Linked DNA regions of Oryza sativa: region 1 is linked to region 2. A link is a contact called in public HiCAR-type data. All regions are on one chromosome and are shown on one strand. The core of a region is the stretch at or near the end of the contact, and the rest is flanking DNA. Distances in the headings are between cores, read along the strand shown. Region 1 holds the start of LOC4341377. Region 2 holds the start of LOC4341373.

Region 1 (6,852 bases), core at 533-3,032, 65 kb after region 2:
GATGAGTGTGTTATTAGCAGTTTTTCACCAAAGGCAAAATAGTAAAGCGTTTGGAGCTAACAAATATTGATTTGGAACTGTTTGTTTCAAGTCATCGCATAGCTAGTACGCCCTCCGTCCGAAATATAATAACTTTTAGTTCTCGGGATTTATCCCAAAATATAACAACTTCTTCATCAGCATTATTTTCTCAACCAATCACAACCCTCCACCGTTCATTTTTCTCACCTATCTCCACTACTCATCTAATCACAATTCTCCATCATTCACTTCTACCTACTTTCTCTAAAACATCTTATATTCTTGAACGGAATGGTCCTAGGTTATTACCTCAGTATCTTCCAAGCTCGTAAACTAAGTAACTCTTTTTTTTTAGAGAAGGGTATTTTTTACCTGGCCTCTACATCCAACCGGATATATACGGCTATTGAAGTAGGGAACTTAGCCCCGCAAACAACCCAATTTGAAATTCGCTCCACAGGAGATTTGAACTAAGGACCTTAGGGTACTACTCAGATCACTGTAACCACTGGGCTACATGCCCTTTCGTTCATTTTTAAACTAACTAACTCTTGAAACAATTATACATGCCCAAAAAGCTTTGAAAGAGAACACACAGATGGAGATCTTGGAATGCCCATAGTAAAGTCAACGTTATAAGCGCAACACGATTTTACAAAAGAACGAAGAACGAGGTGGTAGGATCATGTTTCCAGAAATTTATCGAAGTCTGACATCGTTTCTCAGGCGTTCGATTTTGACCCGGATGCACATGTCTGAACGGGAGCACCATCCAAGCACACGCCTAGGAGGAGCGAAAGTGTAGACGCAATAAGATGATGGCATTTCTGTCATTTCCCAACTGAATGCAATAAATAGAAAAACAGAGGAGGGCACTTTATAAATGGTGCATATAGATACCGAAGCATTGGAACCGTTTCTACTGGTTGGAATACGCCTTTCGCAGCGCTCGGCGGGGGTGAAGCCGTGAAAGGAATGCGAGTTGGCGAAGATGGGCGTTCTGGTGGCCGTAAAGATGGATCGATTACTCGGCCTGCTGCAGAAGCAGAGCTCGACTTCGTCGATGTCTCTGCTTGTGCCCGAACCCGCACGTCGGGGGCTACGTTGGCGTGCTGCTAGGGGATGCCGCGGCGAGTCAAAAGAGTTGGATACTTGGATTGAGGGTGAGACCACCTTCCGATGCCGAATCCCCAAAGGCTCCAGGCTCGACAAGGGCTCACAGCTTTGCTGTACGTCCCTAGTGGCTCGCCATGATCCCGTTTGTGCTTCTCTCTGTGTGTGAATCGAGGAAAGCCTCGCACAAAGCAAAAAGAAAAAACCGGGGGGGGGGGGACCAAGAAAAAAAATAAAGAGAGATCGCGAATTTGAAAAGAAGGGGGAAATAAAAATGATACTCCCTCCGTCCCAAAATAATAGTGCAGTTTTGCACTATTCACGTTCAACGTTTGACCGTTCGTCTTATTTGAAAATTTTTTATGATTAGTATTTTTATTGCTATTAGATGATAAAATATGAATAGTACTTTATGTGTGACTAAATATTTTCAAATTTTTCACAAATTTTTCAAATAAAACGGACGGTCAAACGTTGGGCACGGATATCCACGGCTACACTTATTCTGGTACGGAGGTAGTATTTTTAGATAGAACTAACTGGAGCGGAACGGGTGGGTTGTGGCTTGTGGGTCCCCAATTCACGAGTCATTGCTGTCACGCTCACTCCGTCCAATATAAAATGTACTAATACTGACAGCTTCCAGCCAGCTGCTGAGACGAAAATTCAAGGAACTTGCAGCTCCCAGCTGTATAAATTGAAGGATCCGGGTTAGACTGACGCGCGCCCCCGGGAGTTTTCTCAGAAACATCATTCCCCCCACCCCAGCCATCATCCGTCTGCTCCGGAACCCGGCTCTGAGAGAGTGAGAGGATTTGAGATAAAGAGGCCGGCTGTGGCCTTGGTGAGCAACTTGCTACTCCTTCCTTTATTTTGTTCTGTTTAATTTGACTTGTTCAAACATGCCGCTGGGCATCTTTGTTCGGCGTATTATTATTACTCCCTTCGGAGTATAGACAGTGAAATATGGGGTATTTACAGACATCTTACTCCCTCCGTTCCATAATATAAGAGATTTTAAATAGATATGATATATTTTTGAATAATAAATCTGGATAGATGATATGTCAAATTCACTGTATTAGGATGTATCATATCCACCTAAAATCTCTTATATTATGGAACGAAGGGAGGATGTTCTTTTTCATAGTGTCCCCATGGTTATCATGGGATGTCTTTTCCTGCTAAGGCATCGTGTGCACACGATGCGTAGAGGAAAACACATGATGCAGATTCAGCTTAGAGAACAGAAAAATAAAATTATATGCCCTCTGACAGAAATGAAAATCAACAAATACTACAAGACTTTACAACAGCGCTGATATAACATGCTACTACTACTAGTACAACAGGAAAAAAATAATTCATGTAGCCTTCTAGCGGGTTCTATTTCCTTACTACATCTTTCTATTTCCTTTTTCCGTGAGGATCATAGTATCAACATTGAAATTCTTGATTTTCCAAATTTTCATTAACAAACGTATTGGTTCTAGGTTCTGTCATATATGATGAATCTTTAACTATCTTAAGTCTCTATGTGGGAACCCTCGCTCCCCGGCACACAAAACGAATTAGCGTTTTAGTGCGTGATTAATTAAGTTTTAGCTTTTTTTTTCAAAAATGGATTAATATGATTTTTTAAGCAACTTTCGTATAGAAATTTTTTTTAAAAAAAACGCACCGTTTAGTAATTTGAAAAGTGTGCGCGTGAAAAACGAGGAGTTAGAAACTTGTACTACGGAACGGAGCTAAGTACAGAAATGCTCCCCTGCTTGTACTGAAACTGCAGTACTCCCATACTCCTTTATAGAGAACTGATACCCACCCAAAAAATAAAATATACTTTATACATATCTTAGCCGTAGGAAGTCTTTGGCCAAACTAATAAGATGTTTCATTTTCTGATTCATTTTTGTGTCCACATAGCAAATTGTTTAGGGTTTGTTCGGTTTAGAGAAATTTCAACTCATAGAAATAGAAAATGGGAGGAATAGAATGTATGAATACGTTAATCCATAGAAATTTTTTCCAAAAGATTTGAGTGAATGGAAATTTTTCCAAAAGATTCTCTCTGCAACTTGGAGGGAAAGGCAATTTCTTTTGGCTTCCTATATCTCATTCTTACAAACTAAATAGCAAATTAATTCTTAGGAATCCAAATCCTTTATTTTTCCTTCAAACAGAATAAGCACTTATAGTAGAGTTTTTACCATCCTGAAGATGTACCTCCGGACACTAGTACTAGCAGGTACCTTTGAAATCCAACTGTTTAATCCAGAGGAGAGCATGACGATGAATGGAAAAAACGAGATCGCTCGTTCATCCGATTCATCGTTTTGTTCGTCGCTATTATTATTGTCCCTTACATGCTATGCCACACGTCCACACCTTGCATCCGCTCGTCGTTCTTGTTCACTGTGGGCTCGGAGGAAGTGCGACGGAGGCAGTGGCGCCGGCTACAATAGTAGGCAAAGTCACGGCGGCTATAGTGTTGGGTCCGAGAATAGGCGGAGCCGGTGGCGTGCCACGAGAGGTGGATGTGGCGTCCTAAATGCGCGGGGAGGTGGACGCGGCGTGATTGGGTGCAGGGGGCAAGGCGGACATGATGACATGGGAGAAGGCGGCGATGTTTCGATTGGATTACCATAGAGGCCTATGCTCTACACAAAAGTGTAGGACGGCCATGTTCCAGCCGTCAGTACCGTCTGGTGGCTTCGGCGGCAAGAAGTCATGAGCTCGCTGCTTTGTCAAATTGTCATCCTTCTCTTCGGCGCCGCTTCGATCACGCTGCAACTTCGTCCCTGTCCATCAGGAAAGAACTGAAGCCGAAATTGGCTCCGTTCGGCTGCACTTAATTTAACTGTTGTACAGCCAACCCAAACAGTATGTTATGTCTGCAGCTGCAACATCAGCAGCCGCTAGCGGGCGGCTGCTGCAGCGCCTGCACTGACCAGCCGAGTACTCCCTCCGTCCCAAAAAAAAGGCAAACCCTGGGTTTCCGTGTCCAACTTTGACTGTCCGTCTTATATGAATTTTTTTTATAATTCGTATTTTCGTTATTGTTAGATGATAAAACATGATTAATATTTTATGTGTGACTTGTCTTTTTAATTTTTTTCATAATTTTTTTAAATAAGACGGACGGTCAAACGTTGGGCACGGAAACCAGGGTTTGTTTTTTTGGGACGGAGGGAGTACCTTCTACTACCACCGTACCGCATTCTATCAACCGTTAGATAAGGCATAATGGATGTCTCAGATCAGCTGGAGGTATCAAGATGGTAAAAACACTCTTTTGTGGGCTGAAAAAACAGGATGCGTTTATACTACTAGTAGTAGAATAAGTAGTACAGTACAACTCTTTAGCGATTTGAAATGAAACTACCTTATTTTTCACCGTCTAAACAAACCAGTACATAATAAAAAAAAGCATGTGTCATGTAATATGTTATGTCCAGTGCCCACCGACTTCCTCTGACGGATGCATATGGTGTTGTTCTGTTCCAGATCCTGCCTCGCAAGCTGGCGTTGTCACAGGCATGTCTTCAGTGTCGCCGAGAAAACAGCCGCTTGTTCAGCGGGAGGCATCCACGAGCATGAATGATAACGAGGGCGGATTCTCATGGCTGACAGCTCTGGGATTCGGTTTCCTTACCTTCAACTCCGGGATGGCGATCTACCGGTCCGATGGCGATCGTGGATCGGTGGCGTTCGTATTAACATCGTACATCGATCTCGTGCTGCTCTTCGCGTGCCTCCGTCTCTTCGAGAAAGCGCCGAGGGACTCTGCCCGCCGGGAATGGCTCAAGGTCTTTGTATGGGGACTGACGACGTTGCTCACGGTGATGTTCTCGTACAAGGTGGCGGCAATCATGCCGCCGGTGGTCGCCGTGATCGTCTGGGCGATGGCATTTGCCACAATCGGTGGTGGGTTCTACGCCTTCTTCGTGCACCAGGACAAGGCTGCTCAGCTAGAGCAGGCCAACAGATAGATTCGCGTATGTTTTGGTTCATTGTTGTGTCGTCTGTAAACATAGTTTCTACTGCTACCACTACTACGAGTGCTGGATGTAATGTATTTCGAAATAAATGCAATACCAAGAGGAATATTACTGGTATTGCTATGCTTGTTTTTATCCTGACGTCAATGGTGTTCTCTTTTCTGTCTGCGTGCGGTGCCTCCAAAAGGTGGTCGTTCCTTCAGAAATTTTTACATGGCCTCTCCTGGCACATAACCACGGGAAGCCGTCAAGGCGTCAACTAGATCTGAAGCAGGTTTTGAAAACTACTCCCTCCGCTCAAAAAAAGACAAACTCTGGGTTTCTGTGTCCAACTTTAATTGTCCGTCTTATATGAAATTTTTTTATAATTTGTATTTTTATTATTGTTAGATGATAAAACATGATTAATATTTTATGCGTGACTTGTCTTTTTAATTTTTTTCATAATTTTTTCAAATAAGACGGACGGTCAAACGTTGGACACGGAAACCAGGGTTTGTCTTTTTTTGCGACGGAGGGAGTAGTTCTGAAGCAGGTTTTGAACTATCTAGTAGTATCCGCCAAGTGGGAAAACTTTGAGTAATTCAAAGTTCCAAACAAGCCAATCAGCGAAGTGCCTAACTGAAATATTCTCGTCGCTGGAGGGCGATACCCCCCCCCCCCCCTCACACATAGGGGTGGAAACGAGCCAGCCTCGGCTCGGCTCGTGGAAGCTCGCGAAATGCCAGGCTCGGCTTGGCTTGGCTCGGTTCTCCAACCGAGCTGTACATTAGGCTCGGCTCGGCTCGTGGTCTGGCTCGAGCCGGCTCGAGCTGGCTCGTGAGCTTTGCAATAGCAGCAGTTGTATTGCCAGCAGCAGTTGTGTTGCTTTGCAATGACTTGGTTATTCAGATAATAACTCTCAAGTCCCTACAAAGATAATTAGGTATATTGTATGCAGCCAACATATAACAAATTGATGGGCTTTTTTGGTTTTCGGCCAGAAGTCTTTCTATTCAAACCGAGCCTACTAAGCTCGTGAGCTGCTCGCGAGCTGGCTCGGGCTCGGCTCGGTTCACAAACGAGCTAAAACCCAGGCTCGGGCTCGGCTCGTTCAGGATTCGAGCCGAGCCGAGCCAGGCGAGCCCGAGCCGAGCTTGAGCCGAGTTCACGAGCCCGAGCTATTTGTCCAGCCCTACTCACACACACACACACCAAACAAAAAAAAAAAGAAAAAAAAATCTGTCGGGAGGTTGGAGGGTTGTTGCCTTGTCGAATAGACTGATATGTCGTTTCTCAATCGATCATCGGGCCGCTGGGATGTCGTTGCCGTCGGTTTACAGATTTACAAGATTGCGCCAAGAAGAAGGCAGCAAGGATCAGGGTCAGGGATGAGGAATCGAGATTTTTGTCAAAAAGATCTGACCAGAACTCACTGGTATACCACAATCAGGATCTGCCCAGAAACAAATACAAAAATTCCTAACAATTCCGGCACTCCAAGCCGAAATTGTGAGCCTTTTGGTGTGAACCTGCGTGCGCGGGGAAAAAAAATCTGAATGTCTGCATCAGCTTGCGCCATACGTGCACTCATCGATGAAAGCAACCACAGAGGAAGAAGCGATAAGGACGGAGTAACGTATGCGCAAAGAGGACGAGAAAGTCAGTCCCTTATCTTTGAATATTCTACATGATTTGATCTTGAGAGAGACAGAGGGTTTCATATTTTCACTTCTAC
Region 2 (6,026 bases), core at 2,256-4,755:
ATTGATGAAGTCACCACGGGCGGCGCCTCACTGTCGAGGGGTACGTCGCCTACCACTGAAAGAATAATTAACCGTAAATGCGATCACCCGCGTGTAGACCTTCGACTGTTTGTAGTATATTACATTGGTGTGTTGGACTGTTTGTAGTATATTGCATTGGTGTGTTGGAATTCGCTACGTCTATCTCTCCGTTTGAAGTTAAAAAGGTTGCCGTGTTGTTTGGATCGTGGGGGCGGTGCGCGATACTCATTCTTTTTTTGAGAAACACAAACACAGAGGCTCACAACGTGCGCACTCTCACCCCTTCCAGCATAACTTGAGATTGACAAAGTCACCACGGGCGGCGCCTCGCTGTCGAAGGGTACGTCGCCTACCACTGAAAGAATAATTAGCCGTAAATGCGATCACCCGTGTCAAATCTAGAATTTGAACTTGAGTGGGCTGGTTTCACCACAAAGAATCTAACCAGTTGAGCTATGCTCACTTTGCGATACTCATTTTGTTATGTCTCTTGAGAAGGACACGTTCCAATTATACAAACAAAAAATAAGTTAGAGGTATCACTGTACAGTTGCTAGTTTTATTATTTGTCTTTGTAAAATCTCTTCTTTGATCTATGCCATCCGTTAACATCTTTTGAAATTACTGCTTAAGAACCGATTTTTCCTAATATCAAGGTTTCATTTTTAGTTACGGGCTATAATAAATTCGTCTACATTAATAACGAGAGGTCATGTAAATCTAATACCGCCTATAAAGATTGGCTTTTATCGGACCGCTTATAAAAATTTGGGAGTTACAAATTTCAAGCACTTTCCTCATCCTTTTTATGGCAATTCAATGATTTTCATTGCTTGTCCTTTTATTTTTCTTATATAAAAGATCAAACAACATATTTAATCTCTATTATTTTCAGGGCAACGCATTAGCTCCAGTTTTGGGCACAGCTACAAAGGTGTGAGGATGATGGGGAATTCCTAAAGGTTGCATGCCGCAGGTTGGAGTCGATGGTTATGCAACTATTTGCCAATTATGGGTGGAGGTTCATAAATAGACTTCAATAAATGTGTTCTCCTTATTTTGGCTTGGTTACCTTTGTTTTTGTTTGGTGTGTTCTTTTTATCTGAACTACACTCTTTTCTGGAGTGCTACTTTGTAATAATTGGCTGTAGCTCTTTTTTAGCAAAGTCTGGGATGTTATATTCCATTATCTAAAAAAATTAATCTCTATTATTATAAAAATCGAAGATGTTTTTGTCGGTACTTTAGTACGTCATCCATGTATAAGTCGATTTTTAAGTTCATTCGCTTTTGAAATTATAGATCCGTATTTGAGTCGGTTTTTAAGTTTATTTGTTTTTGGAAACACAAAAGAGTTGTATAAGAAATCTCTTTAAAAAAACTCGCATGCTAACTTGACACGATCAGACTCCTAATTGCAACTCATGATTTTCTAAAAAAGTATATATCTAAGCGAATTCCCACAGTGAATTTTACCTTAACTAAACCGCATAACAATAATAATATTAAAATAGCCTTTACCCATTGCAATGCACAGGCATTTTCTCTAGTAAACATAAAAAATATAAAACTACATAAAATAAAGAGTAAATTTCACAAAACTACAGGTATTTTGCATAATTTATCACAAAACTACAGATTTAAGAGCTTGTTTCATAAAACTACATATTTAGTGTCTTCGTTTATCACAAAATTACAGGTACTTTGTACAATCTATCACAAAAATACAGATTTAAGAACTTGTTTCATAAAAATATAGATTTAGTGTATTCGTTTATCACAGTGCTACACATTTAGTGTCTTCATTTATCACAAAACTACAAATTTAGTGTCTCCATTCTCACAAAACTACATGTTTTAGCATTGTTAAAACGTGTAGTTTTGAGAGAATGGAGATACTAAATCTGTAGTTTTGTGATAAATGAAGATATTAAACCTGTAGTTTTGTGAAACAAGTTCTTAAATATATAGTTTTGTGATATATTGTTCAAAGTACCTGTAGTTTTGTGATAAACAAAGACATTAAATCTGTAGTTTTGTGAAACTAGTTCTAAAATCTGTAGTTTTATGATAGATTGTGCAAAGTATATGTAGTTTTATGAAATTTTAAAAAATTACGTGAAAACAATATCCAAACATAGATAAAAAAAATAAAGTATTGTTATACATAACAAAATTATGGTTTAACAGAAGTAAAATTGCACATTGCATACTAGCTAGTACAATTTTAGACTTATAAATGTGCAATTTTAGGTGAGTGAAAATTTGTAAATTTTCAGGCACCTGAAATCTACAATACCTATAAAAGGTACCTAATTATCTAAAAAAAGAGTCGACTCTGAGCCGTTGTCATTCGTAGCAACGATGTTTCTCATTTCTTCCATCTCTTTCTTCCACGTCATCAAATTTACTTGTATGACAACGAAGATAGCCTATTATTAGACATTATTGTACATGCCCTTAACCCCGTTTTACCTAGTGTAATTAAGTATTAGGTTTAAGATTTGACCAATAGCTAAAGAAGTTTGACCACAGTAAGGTGTGATAATGGGTGTGTGATTTTAATTATAAGTTTCGATGTATTAAAATGTGTCATATTCAGCACTAAATTAGTTTTTTATGGGACGAGGAGTAGACGTCAGCGCTTAAGTACGTACGTGTCCGAGGCGGGCAAGTCAAGTAGCGATCATGTGAGTGCTTAACTATAGATAGAACTCACAATCACTAATGGACCGAGTTCGTTGGCAACGACAATTTCCAGGCACTTTCCGGCGATTCCGTCGTACGTGGAGCAAAAAAATTGGAAATTAATGTCGCCACGCACCAGAAACGCGTGCGCTGTAGATCCATCGGGCATGCATTTGACTCGTTGAGTGCACGATCACGTAGCCACGCCACGTAAAGAGTGTTTCACTTTTAACCTTTTTCAGTGAACTCATCGCCGAACCTTTTCAACAAACTTGTACTAGTGACTGATTTGTCGGTTTGAGGAATCTGACATGCTACTTTGATCTCATATATATATTTTCCCATTTTACACCTAATAAATGGCTACCAAACAAAGTAAATTAATCCAAACACTGCCTATAATTGTATGCTTAAAAATGAGTGAAAAGCGAACTGCTGCTATTGCCTATTCAATCGTACAAAGTGTCAAGGTAAATTAAAACCTTACGAGAGACCATATATATCCATGATCCATATCCCAACTTTGGTATAACTTTAATTTTGGGTGAGTTCAGTGATTAATTAATTAACTGCCGTTGCCGATATTAATTTCTGCCAAACGCAGAAAAACGATCACGGCACGCGCCGACGTTTGCTCACATGCATGGCATATATCTGGCGTGTACTACACTGCACTACTCCAGAATTTCCGGGAACCTTCTCCGATGCTTCTCTCGTGGGGTAAAAGCCGGCACCACTTTGCGCATGCAAAACGTGCGCCTGCCTATAAATACCAGCTCGCGGGCACAATTATCACATGCCCAAATAGACCAAGCTGCACGCGAATTTCCTTGTTGCTGCGGCTTTACCCCCTGCACACTGCTGAGCCCTTCTTCCTAGCTACTACTACAGAGCTTCTTCTTCCACTTCTCTGAGGTAATTTCTATCTGTCAATCGGTAAATGCAATACTCCATAGGAGATCGAGCCGTTCTAGCTTTCTATGAGTTCTTTCCTCCCCTTTTCCAAGATAAAGCCTAGCTTGAGGATGAGGTGGTGGAGAACTCACACGTCATTGCCTCTGACTTTTACTTTCTCGTTAAACTTTGCCCAGGAAAATAAGGTCTATTGTGAAAAAAGAGAATGGCATACAGTGGTCAAATTAAAAAAATGAGAACAATCGAGGAGAAACTTAGCTATTATATAATTAAAAATTGTGAGTGTATTAAGAATTAAACATCATATCTTAGGGTTGAAATCGCACACCCCTTATCACCCCGCACTGTGATCAAACTTATCTAGCTATTTTCTAACTAACATACTAATAGTAGTTTTAGAACATTAGATAGTTGAATTATTTGGTCATACTACTCTGTCCTTAAAAAAAAATAAATCCTAGCTATTGTCCAACTACTATACTACGAGTAGTTTCAGAACACTAGCTAGTTGAATTATTTGGTCATACTACTCTGTCAAAAAAAAAAGAAGCAAATACCAGCTATGAACACGCATATGTCCAAGTTCGTAGACATATGTCCAAATTCGTAGGTAGGATTGGATTTTTTTGGACGGAGGGGGTATATAAGAGACAATTATGTCTAGACTTGCCAAGTAAAGCATTTGCATGATGTGATAGTTAATTGACTTTCTAGAGTTACTACATTAAAAATTCGATAGTTTTTCCTAGATAATGAATACACTCCATAACTTTACCTGTTGATCTTATTGGTAGATAAATATCAAAGTCATCTTATTAGTAGATAAGGCAACATGACTGTTGACTCTAAATTTCGTCATGCAAGACAAACGAATTTCCATTCTCCTCACACCTTTAAAAGTAGGCTCAAAACTGAAGCTAAAATTCAGTAGTTAGAAATGAGATATATGTTCTTCAAGATTGACCGAGGGTGTTTGAAGTAGGTTTACCCCTCTCCTCCAAATTAGTCCTTGGATTAATTTTAATCTTCGTTTCGAACAAAGAAATTAAGAAATTGTATAGGATTTTCGCATGAAAATGTAGTTAAATTTGAGCATTCTCGGAGCCCTTAGTAAGAACAAGCACAAGATATCTACACTAATTTTTATGAGTCCATTAATTCATTATCTAAAAAAATGAGTCCATTAATTAATTAATTAATTAAGGACCGCTTTGAAGCCTTGCAGGCCGGCCGGATTCGAAAACTAGTATAGGAGTAAGGAAAACACAAAGAATTAATAGAATATCATTTTGTTGAATCCAGTAGCATACACCAGTCCATAAGAGCACCCACAATGTTAAGTAAAACGCTCTCTATAAAACATGTACATTTCAGCAATAGACTAGATTAATAAGTAAACCACCTCAATAACATGTTTACATGGGTATCTATAGCTCTCTCATGCATTGCCTCGTTTTTCTCTATAGACTATCTCTAAGTTAGTAGATAGCTTAGCTCTCTCTCTCTTCATTTAATATCTTCTATGTAGGAAAATATGCTGACATGGATCTCTTGTAGAGAGCGTATAGATAATCATTGTGGGTGCCCTAAGAACTTACAGTTATTTTCACCATTTTTTTTCAAATCATGCTAAGGGTGTGTTTAGTTCACGCTGATTGAAATTGAAAGTTTGATTGAAATTGAAACGATGCGATGGAAAAATTAGAAGTTTGTGTGTGTAGGAAAGTTTTGATGTGATGGAAAAGTTGGAAGTTTAAAGAAAAAGTTAGGAACTAAACCAGGCCTAAAAAATAAAGTGGCTGCTTTTATTTTGCATTTTGTGACACAGTTTTGCTCTCATTTTTCACGATGGCAAACACAAGTATTGTTTATCAACAGGCTGCAACTTCAGTGATGGTTTCTCATGTAAGTGATAATCTCTCTGTTCTCAAATATAAATATTTATGATATTTTTTTTTCACGGAGATTAAGAAGACATGTGAAATCAAACATGGGATAATTGCATGCTTCAGGTAGGGAAGTAGGTGGGGATTAAACAGGAGATGGTTATTTGTGATTGGTTAATATAGTAGATCGTAGGTGGAGAAGAAGTTATAATAAAATTTGAATACTATATATGCATCTATATTTTAGGATAGAAGAAGTATTATCTAAGTATATACAAATTACCCGTCTTCTCTCGTGCTTTAGAATTTGGTGTATTGCCAGGGGTCTAGACTTTAAATCCAAGGTGACGCAATTAGAATAGGAAAACAAAATCATAAAGTCATTTCTACGCAACAGCTTTTCTTGTTAGCTTAAGATTTTGGTCATCTTGTATTCCTTCCATCCTAAAGGGTTTCTGTTTTTTTTTTCCCTGCAGGGAGAGCAGCTATGCCGGAAACCCAACGACGCCCAGCGGA

The links. HiCAR-type assays count read pairs that join an accessible place to other places.
Region 1: a HiCAR-type map of leaf shows a contact between it and region 2, with 2.0 times the contacts expected there. The contact joins the promoter of LOC4341377 here to the promoter of LOC4341373 in region 2. A contact is called at or near these places in 1 of 15 Hi-C or Micro-C datasets (leaf) and 1 of 4 datasets of contacts at active chromatin or transcription factors (leaf).

What each region holds. Positions count from the first base shown.
Region 1 is chr6:23,471,013-23,477,864 of ASM3414082v1, forward strand. It overlaps LOC4341377, which reads left to right and starts at 1,783. Exons shown (of 2, transcript XM_015788060.3): 1 at 1,783-1,978; 2 at 4,642-5,268. The coding sequence starts at 4,674. The coding sequence ends at 5,126.
Region 2 is chr6:23,404,395-23,410,420 of ASM3414082v1, forward strand. LOC4341373 reads left to right here and starts at 3,506. Exons shown (of 3, transcript XM_015786979.3): 1 at 3,506-3,624; 2 at 5,453-5,529; 3 at 5,987-6,026. The coding sequence starts at 5,473. LOC107281198 (a long non-coding RNA gene) reads left to right here. Exons shown (of 4, transcript XR_001546547.3): 4 at 917-1,242.